2 separate regions of the Sus scrofa genome follow, and region 1 is linked to region 2. The links are chromatin contacts, called in public Hi-C maps. All regions are on one chromosome and are shown on one strand. The core of a region is the stretch at or near the end of the contact, and the rest is flanking DNA. Distances in the headings are between cores, read along the strand shown.

Region 1 (5,499 bases), core at 2,076-4,575, 89 kb after region 2:
GCTTGCAGACACGGCTCAGATCTGGTGTGGCTGTGGCTGTGGCGGAGGCTGGCAGCTACAGCTCTGATTAGACCCCTAGCCTGGGAACCTCCATATCCCCCGGGTGCGACCCTAGAAAAGACAAAAAAAAAAGACCAAAAAAAAAAGCCTTTCTACATTTGCTTAAATCAAAAAGAAATGGAATTCCTTGCTGGCTCAGGGGATCTGGCGTTGTCACTGCAGTGGCTTGGGGTCCTTGCTGTGGCATGGGTTTAGTTCCTGGCATGGGAACTTCCACATGCCATGGGTGTGGTCAAAAAAGAGAGAGAGAATTCAGCAAGAGCTTACAGAGATCAGGCACTTGAAGGCACAGCCTACGTTCTGACTGTGTAAGGAATGAGACAGAGATGAACTCACTTGCCCACCTTCACATAGTTGTGAGGGCAGAGCTGGAATTCAAGCTGTCTCTCCAGATCTCATTGATCAATGAACAAAGACATCATACTGGGTGTATCTATGCAGCGTTGAAAACCTAGAGATGCTAATTTGGGGCTCGAAGCCCATGGCTTGTAGTGCTCTAGAGGGTTGTGGGAGAGGGTAAGCCAGAATGCAGCCAGGAAGCTGCTTTATGTGAGCTTTTCTGGAAAGAAAGGGACTTGAATTTGCAAGGCTCCAATGCTGTGTTGAGACTTATTTTCATGCCATACATAAATGACCTTTTTAAAGAGGTCATTTTTATTTTTATTTATTTGTTTGTTTGTTTAAGGCCACACCCGTGGCATATGGAGGTTTCCAGGCTAGGGATTGAATCAGAGCTATAGCTGCTGGCCTACACTGCAGCCACAGCAATGCCAGATCTGAGCCCCATCTGCAACCTACACCACCACTCATGGCAATGCCTGATCCTTAACCCACTGAGTGAGGCCAGGGATGGAACCAGTTCCTCATGGATGCTGGTCAGATTCGCTTCTGCTGAGCCGTGATGGGAACTCTAAAGAGTCATTTTTAAAATGAAGCTCAAGGGGAGTTCCCTGGGGGTCTAGATCTTTGGACTTGACACTTTCACTGCTGCGCCCTGTGGTGTAATCCCTGGTCTGGGAACTGAGATCCCTTATCAAGCCACTGCATGCTGTGGGGGGAAAAAAATAAAAATAAATAAAACAAAATACAAGTCAGGTCCCACAGAACCTTAGATCTATTTCTGCATATGGGCCTTCATTGGATGCTGTGATTTTTTTTTTTTTTTGTCTTTTTGCTATGTCTTGGGCCGCTCCAGTGGCATATGGGGGTTCCCAGGCTAGGGGTTGAATCGTAGCTGTAGCCTCCAGCCTACGCCAGAGCCACAGCAATGTGGGATCCGAGCCCCGTCTGCAACCTACACCACAGCTCACAGCAACGCCGGATCGTTAACCCACTGAGCAAGGGCAGGGATCGAACCCGCAACCTCATGGCTCCTAGTCGGATTCATTAACCACTGCGCCACAACAGGAACTCCGATGCTGTGACTATTTTTAATAGTACCTAAATTGATCTGAAAAATTAACATGCTTATTGACATCGTAAAATTCCATTTGACTATTTTGTAAAGCACTGGATAATCAATATTTTAGGCTCTGTAGTCACACAATCTCTGTCACAACTACTCAGCTGTATCTTTGCAGCATGAAAGCACCATGGACAATATGTACGGGAACGAGCATGGCTGCATTCTAATAAAAGTTTACTTATAAAAACAGGCAGGGAGTTCCCGTCGTGGCACAGTGGTTAGCAAATTCGACTAGGAACCATGAGGTTGCGGGGGTTCGATTCCTGGCCTTGCTCAGTGGGTTATGGATCTGGCGTTGCCATGAGCTGTGGTGTAGGTTGCAGACGTGACTCAGATCCCACGTTGCTGTGGCTCCGGCGTATGTCGGTGGGTACAGCTCCTATTCGACCCCTAGCCTGGGAATCTCCATGTGCCACAGGAGAGGCCCTAGAAAAGCCAAAAAGACCGAAATAAATAAATAAATAAATAATAATAATAAAACAGGCAGAAGGGCCAGATCTAGTTCATAGGCTGTAAGGTGCCACCCCTTGAACTCAAGTTCACTTAAATCCAACATCTCCGGCTCATCATTATGGACAAAGGGACTTTGCAGCCACAAAACTCTTTGTTGCGGTTGGGTGTCCTACACATGTGGCTACTAGCAAGGCTGACCTCTGTTCACGAATGCCAGTGTTACCCCACCGCCTTCCCATGGTTGGGACAATGAAAAATGTCACCAGACATCGCTAAGTGTCCCCTGGGAGACAAAATCCCCCCCACCCCCCATTAAGAACCACTGCTTTAGATTAAAAGAGTTTCAGAATGGATGTGTTGAGGGATGGAGGTGTTTAAATCTGAATAACCTATGAGACTAACCCAGGACATCCTCTCAGCATCCCCCGGTCCCCTTGAAGATTCTGGAACACCTACAGGTGATCTCATGGGCAGCGATGAGCAAGCCCTGCTGTGGATTCGGAAACACAACCACACCTTCATCTGTGGATTATAACTTCAGTTTTATTTTACAAACATAAGACACACAGCAGCCATTTATTGTGTAGGTAGGGTACACTGAGGGGTCCCTGTTTGTAACTAAAACACTGGACTGCTTGGTTTGCTGTTTTACATAACTCATCCTCTCTACGAATCGAAGGGGGATCTGAGGAAAATTTCCTGTCGATGAATGTGTTATATGGTCTTACATTTATCATTCAAGATGATGCGGTAATCAAATCTGTGGTGGGTACATGGGAATAACTCCATTATGGTTGATCCTCTGCAGAATTCAATGCAACATTCTCTGTGATTCTGCACCTTTAAAGAAACAGGAGCGAATTCCCGCCATGGCACAGCAGAAATGAATCTGACCAGTCACCATGAGGACCCAGGTTCGATCCCTGGCTTCATTCAGTGGGTTAAGGATCCAGCAGTGCCACGAGCTGTGGTGTAGGTCACAGACACGGCTCGGATCTGGCGTTGCTGTGGCTCTGGTGTAGGCCAGGCTACAGCTCCAATTCATCCCCTAACCTGGGAACCTCCACATGCTGCAGGTGTGGCCCTAAAAAGACAAAATAAAATAAAGAAAATAAAACAACAGGAGTATGCAACTACAGAGCAGTCAGACGTGCCCCCTGCATTTGGAGACTGCAAAACAGGGACAAGGAAAAAGCAACTCTGGGTCATTTCTCTGCCCCTTTCACCTGGGACAAGCAGAAGGGCAAACAAATGCTAGAACTTCATTGGGTTTCTGCTTCTGGGCGGGTGGGGTTGGGGGGAAGATTCGTATGTTTGTATTTCATCTTTGACAGACAGCAGGGAGGCTGTGAGCAGTAAGGGCTGAAGGTGGTTTTGCTGCCAGGTTCAAGGGGCCTGGCATAAAGAGGCCTCGGGACCTTCACTTTCTAAATTGGGTTTAGTATTAACAACCCTGCTGTTTGGAGGCATTTTACTAGGGGAGGGAAAGAAAAAAGCCAAAAACTAAAAGCTTTGTTCCTCCTGCTCTTAAAAATGCTCTTTCATCATCAATCCGGACACATTTGATTGCAGAACTCCAGGCTCTCCATTCCCTAAGTAAATAAATTAGAGATAATTCAATATTTGATGATTAGATTTACAGCTCTGCTCCTTAACAGTTTCTTAGGTGAAGGCTCCCTGACTGAGCTCAAGTTTACAGCACCATTAATTCCAGTTCGGGCATAAAATGGGCCCAAACAACACGGGGTACTCAAGCAGACAAGGGAAAACAGGAGCCAGAAGAAAAACAATCCTTCTGAAATCTCTAGTTCTAAGGTTAGCAAGTGTTTTTTCTTTTTTTTTCTTTTTTTTTTTTTTGGCCTCACCTGCAGCAGGTGGAAATTCCCAGGCCAGGGATCGAACCCGCACCACAGCAGTGACCAGAGCCTGTGCTTGTGCCATGACAACCCCGGATCCTTAACACTCTGAGCCACAGGGGAACTCTCAGATAAACTATTCTTTTTAATTTTAAATTTTTCTTTCTTTTTAGGCCCATACCCACAGCATATGGAAGTTTCCAGGCTGGGGGGTCAAATCAGAGCTGCCGTTGAGATCTACACCATAGCCACAGCAACATCACATCCTACGCACATCTGTGACCTATGCCACAGCTTGCAGCAGTGCTGGATCCTTAGCCGACTGAGCAAGGCCAGGGATCGAACCTGCATCCTCATGGATACTAGTTGAGTTCTTAACCCACTGAGCCACAATGGGAAGTCCTAGATAAACTATGTTTGAGCAGACTGCAATTATAATGAAGAAGGGATCGGTCCATTCAGCCTGACTCCAGAAGAATCCTTGCTTCTCCCTGCAGCGTGTCTGAGATAATCCTAATATACACTATCTCAGGCTTAACAGCCTAGTCAAACAGGAGGGCCAGGACATCTGTGCCAGCTATTACGTGGTGCTATTAAGACATCTGGGAAATTCTTTAGGAATCTTATTTGTTCTTCTGGAGAATTTTATGCCTTGACATGTGTGGTTACAGATTTTCCTAACACTCAAAGCCAGAACCTTTATGACTAATGGTCCTTCCGGGGGGCATGGCTTCAGATAAGTGAAAAGTGAACTCACCGAATGAGTGTTACATGAAGAAAATTTCCTTGTTTTGTGCCCGAAGACCTGCTAACAGAGATTAGGTTATTTTTAGCTGTGAAAGTTATGCCTGGTTACACAACCTGCCTCTTTATAGCCATTAATAAGGAAAAAAAAAAAAAAACCCTCATAATTGGAGCCAGGTGCTAACACGGGCAAAGGCATTTCTTGTTGGGCGGATTTTGTATTAAAAAAAGAAAATGCTAGAAAGACTCCTCATGGAGAAATCTGGCCTTTAAAGAAATGTTTTCTCTCTGGGGAATAGGATCGCTGGTTGGACTCTTGTAAACCAGCAGCAGCAGAGAAACACACAGGTGATATTACAGCTCTTCTTCACTGACTCTCATTTGAAAGGTCCCTACAGAAAAATTCTATTTCCAAGGGACTAGATGCCTCTGAACCTGATGTGCAGTTTTTTCCTAACACAGGCACGTAACAAACCAAGATCAAAGTTTGACCATGTGCGACCAAATTCATCGGTATTGGAAAGCACACAACTTACGTGCAATTCAGTATAGACGTATGCATGTACCTAGAGAGAGATAATCTATATACACAAATACATATATATTTACACACACCTATGTGTACAATGTGTGCTTGGCAACTGAATTTTTCACCCAGTAAAATACACCCCATTGAGTGTCTGTTTTTTTTTTTTTTTTTTAAGCAACCATACTGATTGCTTTGGGGGCACTGCCCCATCTCTAGGCAATGTCTTTAGTAATTTAGGAGAACATTTTCCTGTGATTGAAGAAGAAAGAAGGAAAGAGAGAGAGAGAGAAGGGAGGGAAGAAAGAAGGGAGAGAGGGAGGGAGGAGGAAGGAAAGAACGAAAAAAAAAGAGGGAAAATGAAGGCGTAGGCATGCAAGTTCTAATCTCAGCTT
Region 2 (5,406 bases), core at 641-3,140:
CAACCTCATGGTTCCTAGTCGGATTCGTTAACCACTGAGCCACGACGGGAACTCCCCTCCATCGTTCTTATTGACAACCTTCATTTACATGTGTCTGGATGTCTGGCATAGCCTATCTTCATGATTTATGACTGGGTCTATAATGGAATATTGGCATGTGCTAATTTTTCCTATTGCTCTTTCTTCTTTATCCATCCAAGGACCTCCACACCACACCATTTTATAAACTGAAACTGGGTGTGTGTGTGTGTGTGTGTGTGTGTGTGTGTGTGTGTGAGGGTGGGGGAGTTAATCTTATCTGAGACTCAGGAAATCTGAGCTGAAAACTTATAAGAGATAGTAGAAAATTTATGATTTAACTAGGTACTCTGAAATGCTTCCCTAACTCCAAATATCTCCCTCTGCCTATCTGCCAAGATTCTGCCAATATCAATGTGTGCAACAGTTCCTTATGAAAGCATAAAAACCTTTTGGGCAGGAAGGATTGAAGGAGATGGCGATAAGGCTAAAGCCCAATTCAATATTAGTTCCACTTTGGAATCATAGAACCTTCTAGGAGGCTGATCTATAAAAGGTCAGCCTGCTCATACATTCACAAAGAACAATGTGTCTCGTAATTGCGGAAATTTACTCATCCAACTTTAATGAAAACAGATCAGAGGCCTATTTGTATTAAAGCACCTAAAGAGGCAATTCCTTCCATAATTACATCACAATGATGATATTTGTTTTAACAAGTGTTGGGTTATACAACTTTCAGCACACTTTTATGTCTATATGATCTCATTTATTTAATGCAGTTTTGTTTTGTTTTTTGTTTTAGGGTCACACCTGCAGCATATGGCTGGGATCCACTGCTGCTGTGGCTGTGGTATAGGCCTCAGCTGCAGCTCTGATTTGACTCCTAGCCCGGGAACTTTTGTATGCCACAGGTGCAGCCCTAAAAAGCTAAATAAATAGAAAAAAAAAATGAGGAGTTCTTGTTGTGGCTCAGTGGAAACGAATCTGACTAGTATCCATGAGGACACAGGTTCGATCCCTGGCCTCGTTCAGTGGGTTAAGGATCTGGCATTGCTGTGAGCTCTAGTGTAGGTCACAGAGGTGGCTTGGATCCCAAGTGTTTGTGCTTGTGGTATAGGCCAGCGGCTACAGCTCCGATTCGACCCCTAGCCTGGGAACCTCCATATGCCCTGGATGCAGCCCTAAAAAGACGAAAAAAAAAAAAAGTCTTTTAAAATGAGAGAGAGAAAGACTTGTGCATGTGTGTGCGTGCGAGAGGGAAAACAGAAAAATGAAAGACAAATATTTTCTGGGTGGTCTAAAAGAAGAAATGGAAACAAATTAGGAAAACAATGTCAAAGCCAAATTAAAAAAAAAAAAATAGAATTCCCAATGAGAGATGCACTGACTGGTGAACCAGAACCGCAAGGAAGCAGCAGGCCTATAACTTGAGTCATGTTGAAAAAAATAACATTAACAAAAACCACTCTTTTGTTTGTCTTTTCCAGTTTCTGAAAGTTGACCTTTCAGGGACCCAGCTCCACTTCTTCTTTTCATTATGAGAACATCGGACAGGGTCACAATTGCATGTCAAGTGTCTCCTTAGTGGCTGAAGCTTTAGGGTGAAACATCTCAGAATTGAAGAGGAACCACTCGTGACGCATCTGTTCACATGCAGGGGGAGCTTGTTCTTTGTAAGATCCTAGCCTGGAGCCTCTGCAGCTGGCATCACACTTACCCCCTCCACGGCCCCGTGCCCATACATCCTGGAAAAGGAGGCCCTGCATCAGGGACACGTGGGCTGTATTTAAACAGCATATTATGGCCTCCTGCCTGAGTGTAGGTTTTGAGAAGGTCACAACACATCTGGTTTTAGTCTGTCCTCACAGTTTGAGCAGGAAGTTAGTAGGCTCTGAAGATGCTGGCTTCCTACCAGTTTGAAGGGCGTCGCGAGGCTGACTTTTACAGTGAAATCCAGTACAAAGGGTATTTTGCATCTCCTCTTTCTCCCGCTTATTCATGTGAGCTGATCCTTGAAACTCTTCCATTCAAGCCATAAACTTAAAACAACAGTCAGGTTATACAGCATTGGACCCATTGCCGGGTTCATCATGGTACTTTAGGATATGCGCCCTCACAACATGCACCCTCTCAAACTATTATATATGGGAACAGACGAACAACAAGGTCCTACTGTGTAGCACGGGGAACTGTATTGAGGATCCTGTGACAAACCATAATGGAAAAGAATATGAAAAAAGAATACATGTATGCATATCCAAGTCACTTTGCTGGACAGCAGAAATATCAATCGACTAGACTTCAGTAAAACTCTTAAAAAACATGTAGCCTCTCAACTCCAGGTCCAAAAGCTGTCCCCAGCCCCAAGAGTCCCAAGCCCTAAAATAAACCCTTCCAGCTGCCCCTGGTCTTTCCACAGCTGCCATCTTCTTTACACCTTCTAGTTTCTTTGTTTCTTAATCTACATCCTCCCTCTCCACCTGCAGTGACTGTATTTTGACTTTCACTCTAACCATTCCATTGACAGCTCCGTCAAGGTGGCCAGTTCACAAATTTCATGTCCTTGACATCAACCAGAGGTTTGACTTTGGTATCCATCTCTTTTAATCCTCTTTTATCTCTCTTTCCACAGATTTGAACCATTCTGTTTCCCCTACCTCTCTTCCTTTTCCTTCACTCTGCTTTTTCGGCACTTTTTTTTTCTTGCTTTCTTTCTTTTCTGTTTTCCTTTTTTGACTGCCCACTGCATATGGAGTTCCTGGGATGGACCACAGTTGGGATAACACCAGATTCTTAACGCTCTGTATTAGGCTGCGGATGGAGTCTGCATCCCAGGGTGCTGCAGAGATGACACCAGTTCCCTTGTGCCACAGTGGGAACTCCAGGTTTTTTTTCTTTCATTGAAGGTCTTTCTTAGCCCCTATGACTTTCTCATTCTAATTCCCTTGGAGAAGTAGCCATGACTGATATTTTTACAGAGCTGATGACCGTACCATTCACACATCCTACTAAATACATCTGGTTGGATGTCCTATGGTCACCGCAAACCCCACATGCCCAAATCAAGTGGGTCTTCTTCGCCTAAATCCAAATGCAAATCACAAACATGTCCAAAGGTCTCACTCTGTCCACCATCTCAATTATGAAGGTTGAAAGCTTTGCAATCATACTTTATTCTTCCACCTCCTAACATGTTCCTACTTCCACGCAAAGGAAGAGAAAGAGGAAAGTCTTCTTCCTTCTTTGAAATTTTGTTTCTTTTTTTTTTAAAGGTTCTTAAAATTATAGTTGATTTACAATGTTCTGTCAATTTCCGCTCTATAGCAAAGTGATATAAATATACTCTTTTTCTCACATTATCCTCCATCATGTTCCATCATAAGTGACTAGATACACCCCTGTGCTATACAGCAAGATCTCATTGCCTTTCCACTCCAAATTGAAATTTTAAATTACTCTTCAAAGTTATCTCCCTATCCATCCTGCTTCCTAATTACACAGGCCTCTATCATTGTAGTTCTGGTTAATCCAAAATGTGTACTCTTTGCATCCAAGTCAACTGGCCTACAGCTACCAGGCTAAGTCTCTTGAAATACTGCAGCAGCTGGAGTCTTTCATTTCTCAAGAGCATGTCATGATTTACTATTGATCAGTGAAAAGCAATACCTTTTCAGTCTAGTTTTCAAAGCTCTCCCAAATTCACTCTGTTCAATTGTTCCCACCTTTGAACCCACTTCTCCCTCACAGAAATCCAATGAGACTATCTACTTGGTCTTTTGTTCTGGTCATCTTAGCAAATTTCTTACACCATCTTTGACCTTCGAGATGCCAAATCTTCTATCTAAGCAACCTCTGTAGTTGGCTAGGACTTCGTCCAAGTAGAGGGCGCCTCTTGCATGAGTTTTTCAGGGTTTTAAGTGACTTTAAACTCAATAACCCCAGCGAGGAGGAATTTTACTTATGAGCTGCGGAAAAGAATTCTAAATGGGGAATAAAGTACTTTCATCTTGCTTTTTGCCTCAAGCAACCGGGTATAAATCACTGCTGAAATTTCATATGAATAAAGCATTTCCTTCCTCACATCTGAATTCACATTGGCTTTAAAATGGAACTAACAGTAGTAAATGTGAGTTGCTGGAGAAAAGAATCCAATTCAAAGGGGTTTCATAATAAGGTCTCTACTCATTTATATTCTCAGTAGGAAATGGGTATAATAAACACACTTCAGTTTTTATCCTTGAAACTGTTCTCCATGTAGGTCAATCTCAAGAGGTTTTGATACACATATGTTTGGGGGGGAGGTGCTTTCTGTTTAGAAATCACATACAATGCCAAACTTCTTTCAGCTTGAGTTTTTAATAAGCACTCTACATTGTGTTGATAACCAAGAAGAATTCAAAATACTCTTAGCTTTTGAAAGCCAGAGTACTAAAAACGCAGTAAATATTCTAAAGCTAGATATTTTCTTTTACAAGTTGGCAATCGTTTTGAATGTGCATTCATTGAACTATAAAATTTCCTGTTAGTGATTAAAGACTCTTTTAGAAGATAATAATTATGGATGAAAAACCCTCCTGGCTCACAAATTGATTTGAGATGGCAAATAAGGATGTTTTGCCAAGTGAGGAACCACAGTCAGTGATCTTTCTCAATTCTTTTTTCCTGATTAAATTGTTGAATATTGCCCGCTAACATACATCACTTTTCCACCCTCCTGAGCATATCTGAAATAAAGGGTGAGTCTTTCCACCTCACAATCCTAGTCTGAAGATCATATAACAGAAAATAGTATGTGAAAGAAATAGAAGAGTATATTGCCAGAAATCCACGGTGATATTGTCTTCCATACTCTTCTTCACTCTTCTTCCCCCATTTATTTAATTACAAAATACATCCACCTACTGGTGAGTGTATATAATATACATGTACATTCTCTGAATAAACCATACAATGAACATTGGTGAATGGGCCGCCCCATCAGGACATTGACCATCGTCCTCTGTGTCCTTGCTCTTTTCCTGGGCTGGGATGGGATACATTACAGTGAGTGTCCTTGCTTCCCTTCTCAGAGGAACGCTTTGGGAAATGGCCTGACAACCCTGTTACTTGAATCCCCAACTAGCCTTCCTTCTCTCCTCCTATGCCAGGCCAGCCTTCCAGGCTCAGACCAGAGCTGTTCCACATTCTGCCTTCCAAAAATCCCAACCCTACCTGTTTCGTACCTCCATCTACCAGGCAAGCAACAGCACACTCTAACTGCCAAGTTTGAGGGCAATGTAAAAAAGAGGAAATGCTTTTTCTTAATTAAATTAAATTGTATTAATTAATAAAATGTTTTATTAATTAAATTTTTATTAACTTTAATTAATTAAAGTCGATTTACAC

Evidence for each region. A called contact is a pair of places that touch in the nucleus more often than the background predicts.
Region 1: a Hi-C map of liver shows a contact between it and region 2, with 2.5 times the contacts expected there. The contact joins two enhancer-like sites. A contact is called at or near these places in 1 of 5 promoter capture datasets (liver) and 2 of 47 Hi-C or Micro-C datasets (embryonic fibroblasts and liver).

What each region holds. Positions count from the first base shown.
Region 1 is chr17:9,480,931-9,486,429 of Sscrofa11.1, forward strand. No RefSeq gene overlaps it. Among named protein-coding and RNA genes, the nearest start is that of C17H8orf4, 42 kb to the left of the region's middle. Within about 2 kb of position 3,326, at least 13 of the 83 cell types and tissues checked have an H3K27ac peak or open chromatin away from gene starts, as enhancers often do. A contact at or near this core is called in liver, where this site is marked.
Region 2 is chr17:9,393,596-9,399,001 of Sscrofa11.1, forward strand. No RefSeq gene overlaps it. Among named protein-coding and RNA genes, the nearest start is that of C17H8orf4, 45 kb to the right of the region's middle. Within about 2 kb of position 1,891, at least 7 of the 83 cell types and tissues checked have an H3K27ac peak or open chromatin away from gene starts, as enhancers often do. A contact at or near this core is called in liver, where this site is marked.